2 separate regions of the Ovis aries genome follow, and region 2 is linked to region 1. The links are chromatin contacts, called in public Hi-C maps. All regions are on one chromosome and are shown on one strand. The core of a region is the stretch at or near the end of the contact, and the rest is flanking DNA. Distances in the headings are between cores, read along the strand shown. Region 1 has its middle 62 kb from the start of TRNAF-GAA. Region 2 has its middle 88 kb from the start of TLE3.

Region 1 (4,416 bases), core at 1,099-3,598:
TCTCCAGACATGGTTTCAATTGCCTCCTCTTTGGCTCTTTTCATTTTTCTTAGTTGAGCTCCACTGAATTCATGTCATTTATGGCTGGCACAGGTGCCCCACTTGAAATTTCTTTAGACCTTCAGAAAAATGATGAACCAGTTGCCATTTTCACAGGAATGCAAGACATTGCAAGTTACCCCAAATTCCTGAGACAAAAAGGCATGATTATTTACACAGTGGGTTTTATACATGCCTACCAGCTTGAACTTTAATCCTTTGGTCGCTGACATAATAATAACAATTTATGTAAACAATTATCCGGTAATCGACAAGAGCATTTTAATAAAGCTAAAATGTCAACAAAAAGTACAGTTTATTGATAAATCCACTTTCTGGATTTTGTTCTGTCTTTTTAAAATCATTAAAAAATAAGCTTCAGTTTAAAAGATCTTATCAAAACTCAGTAAAATATTTCCAGCATGAGCTAAAATATGCACTTACGAAACAAAAATATGACACCTCACAGTTCACACTCTTGTGCTGTTTCAAATTTTCAACAAAAATAAACCAGCGATCATTTAGAATGGCTGAATTAAAGAACTCAGGTTACCTTTTTCTATCTTTACAATCACTGGCTCATCTTGGTTCATTTCCGATCTACTTCTTAAGCACAAGCGTGTGCAATACCGCAGGAGGCTGGAGGTACAAACTGTACCCGCAGAGAAAGCAATCCATTCTGTAGCCTGTGGGTGGGTCCACATTTGGGGAGCCAGCTCTATAACCAGTTCTCCAGATTAACTTCTGTGCACAATAAAATGTTTGTTAAGGGACAAGCAATAAAACTGTCCTAACGTGAAGGATGATTATTATTATTAAACTCCACCATACTACGATTGTTTACAGCTTAGGCCAAGGAAAGATTTTTCACGGAGGAGAATTTCATCACGGAGATTGGTTACAATTGCCAGTGTACAATGGCAATAAAAGCAGACCAAATTTCAGTCAAATGTATTGTTGTTTTTTTTTTTTAACTCCTCTGTACCTGCTTATCGCCTGCACTAGAAGAGGATGGTGCCCCTCAGCCCACCCTGAGTGCACAGACCAAGGTACCCTAAATAAAGCCCCCCAAGGTGTCTTTCAGAGCTGGCTAGCAGGAACTGCTATGTATTTTTCCTTCGTAAACAGCGAAAAGCGTGAAACTGATTGTGTTGCCCTTACTGCTTTGGCACCAAGAAGCTCAGAACCAAATTCATGAGACACCTTGTGGGACCTCATGGAATTTTAACTTCTCCCCTTTAATTCCACCCCCCAAGTGCTTAGATGTCAACCTAATGTATACCTTTCCAGTTCTAATAGTCACTTACTATTGTATTTCCAAGTTTTCAAAATGACTTCCCACACAGCCTCATTAACATGCCACCTCCTTCTGTTTGAACTTTTCCTTTCGCATCTCAGTGGCTTTAGATGGGGTTTGCAACCTCCAGTTTGCCGCAGTCCCCACCACTCCCCTACGCACTACCCTGTAGCCTGTCTCTTTCACACCTTCTCCGCTTAGCCTCTGACAGCCTTGGATTTTACAACTCACGTGTGTGTTCTTGTTTATAGATTTTTGCAAGTCAATTCCTCTCCTTGGTGGAGTGGAGAGGGAACTTAGCCTAGCTCAGTCTGGTGTGAGCCATGCCGAGACCTGGAAAGAGGGGCACTGTGTATCTGGCACTATGCCAGGCTCCGTTGCATCCTCTCATTTAACCCCTCAATAACTTGCTGAGAAACGCACTGGTACCATTCTCTAAGTGAGGCACCAAGGCTCCAAGGAGTGAAGCACCTCGTCCCAAGTCACAGAAATAGGACAGAAAGCCAGGGGATCTGGAGCTGCTCTGATGAGGGCGGAAGAGGACTGGAATTCATGCCTAGGGAAGAGGTGCCCCCACCACTTCCTGGCTCCACACAGCTCCTGCAGAGATACCCACCAGGAGGCCCAACAGTGCCTGCCCCAGGGTCACTGCACAGCCAGCAATCTCTGCAGTCTCTCAGGCCCTGTCCTCAGAGGGACGCCTGCTGGGCTTAACGTTCTGCTGTTGCCATCTGGAAATTCTTAATTTTTGAATAAGGAGCCACACCGCCCCCACCTAGATTGTCAAATGACAGCAGCAAGACGGCCCAACTGCCACCAGGCTCCCCTGCTCACGGTGTACGGAGGACTCCTTGCACAAGTAAAGGCTTCTGGGAGGCACCCCTCACAGACCCCAGCTCCTCCTCCTCCTAGACTGTTTACAGCCAGAATGCCTTGGTGTCATTGATACCCTAAGCTGTGTGTGCTTTGCTCTAGATGGTCACCACAGCAACCAGAGGTTAGCCTCGGCCGCTGAATGAATCAGCAAATATTTATCAAGCACTGTGCTAGCAACTATGGGGGAAGACGAGCAGCTTCACTGGACAGTCCAGTTTTTTTAAGTATTTTTTATAATAAATGCCCTAGAAGCAAGGGGGCAGGTAACGTTTGTAAGACTCTTTCTCTCCCACCCTGGAAGCCATGAGGTACACACAATGGATAGTTTTACAGGCCCAGACCTTGAAGCCAGAGACTTTGGGGTTCATGCCCCAGCCCCATCAATAGCAGCTGTGCATACTCTCTAAGCCTCAGTTTCCCCTTTACAACACAAGGACACTCACCCCTGCCCACCTCACAGGGCTCTCTCTTTAAGGACAAAGTGAGCTCATGTATACAAAGAGCTTTGTTGACTGTGCAAATGTTAGGTTGTTCTTTCAATAAACAGTTATTAAGCATTTTCTCTGAGCCAAAGCCTGAGTTAGGCATTAGAGCTTCTCAAATGTAAACGTGCTGGGCTCGTTGGGATTCACTCTTTCTTTTTTCCACTGAGGTGAAAAGTCACGCAACATGAAAGTAACCATTAAAAAGTGAACACTCCAGTGGTATTTAGTGTGTTCACACATTTAGCAAGTTCTAAAACGGGAGAAGCCTGTACCCATTACACAGCCCCCTCTTTTAAGGGTATGTTTTCTCTTTTTTATTACTTCTTATTTTATATTGGAGTATAGAATTCTCCTGCCAAGCAGGAGATGCATGTTCGATCCCTGGGTTGGGAAGATCCCCTGGAAAAAGAAATGGCAACCCACTCCAGTATTCTTTGCCTGGGAAATCCCATGGACAGACAAACCTGGAAGGCTACACTCTATGGGGTGGCAAAGAGTTGGACACAACTTAGCAACTTAGCCGCAGAAACAATAGTCAATTAACAATGTTGTGATAGTTTCAAGGGCACAGCATAGTGACTCAGCCATGCATACACATGTATCCTTTCTCTTCTAAACTCCCCTCCCATCCAGGCTGCACATAACACTGAGCAGAGTTCCCTGTGGTATACAGTAGGACCTCGTTGGTCATCCACTTTAAATACAGCAGCATGTACCTGTGATCCCAAACTCCCTGATCATCCCTTCCCTCATCCTTCCCTCAGGATTTATTTTCTCTTGCTATCATTTTGTTCTTCTTGGGAGCTGATTTCCTGTGCTTGATAATATCCTCATGTCCCTCTGATCACCTATGACTCCAAGTCAACTCCTGGATCCAACCTGAAGCTTCATAAGATAAAACCCAGTTTCCTTTGCCAGGGCTGGGGAAACCAGAGCCCCAAGCTGGCCACTTTTAATTACACCAGGGCTGGATGAGCCGGTAATCGCTGTGTATTGCAGTAAATTACCTCTCATAAAGAAGCTATCATGTTTGCTCACGTGCCCTGCTTTCCTGGAATCAGTTCCCTGTCTGCTGCCATCACCTTTTCCCAGTATCCTGTGCTCTTGGCGAATGTCCGTCTTGTCAAACCAAGGAGAGTCAGGTGCAGCGGGAGGGGGAGGCATTTGGGCAAATATTGGACTTGGCCACACTTGCCGTCCGTATCAGGAACCCGATTGGCCGTATTGATTGACAGATGCGGGGACCAACTGTTTGGAAAGCTGAGCCCCCTCGGATTGGGGTAGGTGTTTCGGCAAACAGCCCTAATACTGGGCAAACAGGCCTGTTGGAAGAAGTGCCCGGCATGTTAGCAGAGCAAACCCAACGCTGAGCAAACAGCTTAAAAGAATGTGACCACCTCCACGTAACCTCAGTCGAGGTATTGATCCCACTGGAGGCCGAAGAGGGGCTGAGCAGGGAGCAGAGACACACAAACCCCGGCAGAATGTAAATGTTATCTTTAAGCTGCGGTTGTCAGGGCCCTAATGGGCATCTGTTTGGAATTTGTCTTCCTGCAAATCTTTAAATCCAGGTCAGGGCCACGCGCAGAATTTAATAACAACTTTTCAGAGAGATCGGGGCTTGGGACTGATTTCATTTTTCATAAGCCCATCTGGGACTTTTTGCTCTTCTTGGAGGTAACAGCCTCACACAGAAACTTTCTAGGTGCAGGTTCCAAG
Region 2 (4,416 bases), core at 1,194-3,693, 620 kb before region 1:
CCCTTCAACATCCCCGATTCTCTTGTGAAATGCAAATTAATTAGCGTCTAATTACTCACCCGGCGCTGCATGTAGAGCCTTCTCTTGTTAGGCTCCTGTCGAACAGCTCTCTCATCTGCTGAGAACCGGGCCCATGAGGAGCAATTCCGGTTCAGGGAGGCAGACAGCAGTGAAGAGAAGGCCCTCCCCGCTCCCTCCACACTTTGTCAGCACCCACCTCATCAGTGGCTCCCAGAGACACAGCCAGGTCAGGCAGCTGCCCGCCACTCATCCTAATTGCTGGCATCATTCTGAAAATTGATGGTGCCGAGGTCTGTGAGAGGCCAGGAGTGAGACTGAGCCGCTGTCCTCAGGGAGGTGACCATGGGCTGAAAAGCCAAGCCCTCTTTGTGTAACAGGTGTTCCCTCGCGTGACCCTCCAGGCAGCAGGTGATGAAACAAGATCTAATCTTGAAACTTGGACAGACTGAGTTCAAGTGTGGGAGGTGAACGCCAGAGCGCCTGAGCCTACCCTAAGCTGTAGTGTATAATCTCCAGTCCTGGAGAGGCGGCGGGGGCAGAAGGACGAGAACAGGGCTCCACCAACCAATTCCTGGGAGACTTTAGGCATGGATGCTCGAGCCTCAGTTTCCTCATCTGGGAACTGATGAGAATGGGGCTAGCAAGGTGAAAAGAAGCCTCCGGCTGCAAAGGGCAGAGCATGGGCTGGGCGCAGTGTAGGTGTTCCAATAAACGTCCATCTTATTTTTCTTTGCCTTTATGATCCCAAGGGCTAGATCTGTGCTGGCTGGACCTGGAGTTGGATTTTTGTCGAGCACACTGCCCAGGTGGCTCAGTGGTAAGGAATCTACTTGCCAATGCAGAAAGATGCAGGAGAGATGGGTTCCATCCTTGGGTCAGGAAGATCCGCTGGAGGAGGAAATGGCAACCCACTCTAGTATTCCTGCCTGGGAAATCCACGGACAGAGGAGCCTGGTGGGCTACAATCTGTGGGGTTGCAAGAGTCGGTCGCAACTGAGCATGCAGGTGCATGCAGCCCCCCCACCTTGGGTCACTGGCCCACCCTCCCAGCCTCTCCCAGTACAGTCACCACAGCCACCCCCAGGAGCTTTGTCCTATCCCAGCTAATCCTTACAGAAGTTGAAAGATCAGGCTTCCACCCACTAACTGAAAGAAGGAGATCACCCTCCACTGGCCTGAATTTGGGAAACTCATCTCTGAGAGCTAGACTCCTGGAACCCATCATCCCAGGGCTCACCCACAGAGGCTCACCCTGACAGCCCGTAACCCACCTCACCATGTCCTGAAGATCCTCAGGCTTCAGCAGTCTGCCTACATGGTCTGTCTGTCCCATTCCAGTCCCCTCCAGCCCTGCTACCCTCACTTCAACTCGCTAAGAGCAGCCTCACCTCTTCCCAGCTCTGATCATTCCCTCCAGACTGAGCCCTGTTCCCTGTAAACAGCCATCTTGGGAAGCATTTCTGATGCTTACGGCTCATGTGAGACCCCCAAGTTCAGAATTCTCCACTGGTCACTATTTGTACTTCCTGATGGTCTGAATAGGCGTGAGTGCGGTTCTGTTTCTCTAGCATACTGTCAGCACACTAAAGGAGGGGACAACTCCAGACCCCCGAGGACCATACCAGGCCCCAAGACTGAGTGCAGCGCAGCGCTGGGACTACAGCTCACCCAGCCAGCATCTGGGAGACTGAGCGGATGACCTGATGTACAGCCTCACCCAGCTCGTTGGCACCAGCTCTGCAGATGTGTTTGATGAAGATTGGAGAAGGCAGGGGTAAGAGGGCATGTGGGTGCCTTGAGCAGCCACCCGTGCTGGGCACAGACACTAGCCCTAAGGTCTTCCAAGTATGCACCATCATTTCGTGCTCACAACAGCCCTGTCTTGTTCTTCCCCATTTTATGGTGGGGATCTGAGCCTGGTGGAGCTCCAACAACCAACCCAAGTTGATATAACTACGCACATGATGAAGCCCAGCTTGCACCAGGCCTATCTCCGTTTGGAGTTCAAGGCCTCTCTGGTTGGCCCAGTTGCTCAGAGCTCTCTGCCCTCTCCCTCTGGCCTGGGTTGGCAAATGCAAGCCAGTTGGCTCAACCCTTTGCTCTGCTGTTGGCCTCTGGAGCCCCAATGGCCTTTGATCCTTCTTTCCTGGCCAGTCCCTAGGGGCTGGAGCTGGTAATCTGCAGTCCTGGGGAGGTTCAGGCCACTCTGTATGTGGGACACTGGTGGGGACAGAGGCTGTGCCAACCACCGGGCCAGAGGCCCATGGAGCTCGTGACCCTGCCTGGGGAACCAGGTCCACAGGCTCTCACCAACCCGGTGCCAGTGGCTGCGGCTGCAACGGGCTTCTCTGCTCAACACTGCTGCTGGTGCAGTGCCTTCTCTCTACCAACAGGGAAACTGAAAGCAGAGGAGGGAGGCAGCTTACCCAGGACCTCAGCAGAGCAGGGCCTGGGACCGGGAGCCCTGACGCCACTCCAGGACTCATCCTGCCGCTCCCAGCTCAGCTTCACAAATGTGCGGAGAGCTGCGCAGCCCCCGGGCACAGCAGCTCGACCCCGCACGCTGGCCGGGAGCGCTGCCAGGCAGACTGGTGAGCTCAGTGAATTTTCCTGGAGGAAAGGCTGCAAGGTGGATCAGACCCAGCTCAGCACACAGGCCTCCAGGTGCATGGACTGAAGCCAGGAAGGAAGATGGCTTTCCCCACTGAGGCGAGTGACAGGCCGAGGGGTAGAGACCGAGGCCTCAAAGGACAGAGAAGACCCCAGGGACAGTCCGAACACTCTGTGACGGGTTGGGGGCTATGAAGTCTTGGCTGCCCCTTGTCCCTGCACCACGGGGGAATGTCTCTGGCACACTGGCGGCCCTCGAGGCCAGCATTTCCCAAGATGGCTGTTGAAATCCTGCCCTGCCTGCCAGGATGGGACTGGGAGAAAGCACCTTTCCCAAACCTCACCTCACCTCACCCCACCTCACCTCACCTCCGGAGCTCAGTCTCCTCCCACTCTGTGAGCTGGACTGCCGGCGTGAGCGTCCACGTGCGTGCGGCACCTGGCCCTCCTCCTCTGTGTGGGTCTTCCCCACCCTCTGATGGGAAGGTCTCTGTGTCCACAGGACACGCATTCGCTGCACTGCCCGGGCTCTGCCCCAAACCCTTCCCCTCCAGCAACCTCAGAGAACCCAGGCCAGGCCACCTACATCACACCCTCCCTCAGGAAGCCGTGCGGGGTCTGGGCCGCGACGCTGACTCGGAATGAGACAGCTCCTGCTTCCGAGGAGGAGCCGGCAGTCGATGGGACAGAGAAAACGTGGGTGTGACTCACTGCAACGCAGGCTGGAAAGTGGGTACTCCCGCGAAGTGCTAAGGGGTGAGGAGATGGCTCTCCAAGTGAGACCCAGCTCGGCTCCCCGAGAGAGATGGCACGTGCCCTAGAGACAGATGCATGGGGCTCGGCACCACGTGATGCCTAATACATCGTGATGTATTAGGAAGATCTTGACTGTGCCAGGAATTTGACTGAAGGGCCTAGAGATGAGAGAAGCAAGAAGCACGGATGAAGGACCTGAAGGACCTTGGGTGGCATGGTAGGGAGCTGGAGAGGGGCAAGAAGCAGGGAAGTCATACGACTAGATTCGTGAAAATAAACCACTCCAGCCTCAGGGTCAAAGAATTGAGGGGTGGAGGCAGGGGTGGGGAGGGTAAAGGGCAGCTGCTGAGACCAGCACAGAGGGGACTGCAATGACCCAGGGGAGAGAGAGCCCAGGCGATGATGAGAAGGGTCCAAGGGAGGAAGCAAACTCCAGAGACAGGTAGACGGTGGAAGTGACAGAATTGGTGGCGGATGGCAAGGCTGGGGGCAGGAAGGGGCAAGATTACAAAGGTAGGAGTGCTGTGGGCCCACCTTTCTTGCTGGGGTGTCTGGCTGGCTGGAAGTGTATGGTGCTGAGGGAGCCAGCAGGGAGAGAAGTTTGGGGAACTCAGGAAAGAGGTCGACCCTGGAGATGGTGACTGGCAGTCATGAGGCGGGAGGGAAGCCAAGGAGAAGATGAGGGACCCAGACAGGTGCCAGATGGGGAGTGACAGCAGAAGGGACAGGGCCTGCATACGAGGACTCTCCCCTCCCCACTCCCCACCCCCGCCTGCTCTCTAACCCTGCAAATCAGTACTCTGCCTCTCAGAAACTGTCTGCTTATGCATGATCAGTCCCCACCCCCCACACTGTTCCCATGGCAACAATCCTTCCCCCTCAGCCTGTAGGGGTTGGTGTTCAAAACGGCCAGGGAGCTCACAGCCAAGTTCCTGGCCACACCACTGCCGTCACTGCAGGCTGAGGCCAGGAGATTCAGCAGCCCCCTCACCCCACCCTGATGGCCTCCTGTACCAGCATGCCCCCCCA

The links. Hi-C and Micro-C count contacts between places; a contact is called where the count stands out from the background.
Region 2: a contact with region 1 is called in a Hi-C map of mixed tissues, with 3 times the contacts expected there. The contact joins two enhancer-like sites. A contact is called at or near these places in 2 of 16 Hi-C or Micro-C datasets (liver and mixed tissues).

What each region holds. Positions count from the first base shown.
Region 1 is chr7:16,448,038-16,452,453 of ARS-UI_Ramb_v3.0, reverse strand. No RefSeq gene overlaps it. Among named protein-coding and RNA genes, the nearest start is that of TRNAF-GAA, 62 kb to the left of the region's middle. Within about 2 kb of position 2,348, at least 5 of the 54 cell types and tissues checked have an H3K27ac peak or open chromatin away from gene starts, as enhancers often do.
Region 2 is chr7:17,067,053-17,071,468 of ARS-UI_Ramb_v3.0, reverse strand. No RefSeq gene overlaps it. Among named protein-coding and RNA genes, the nearest start is that of TLE3, 88 kb to the right of the region's middle. Within about 2 kb of position 2,443, at least 4 of the 54 cell types and tissues checked have an H3K27ac peak or open chromatin away from gene starts, as enhancers often do.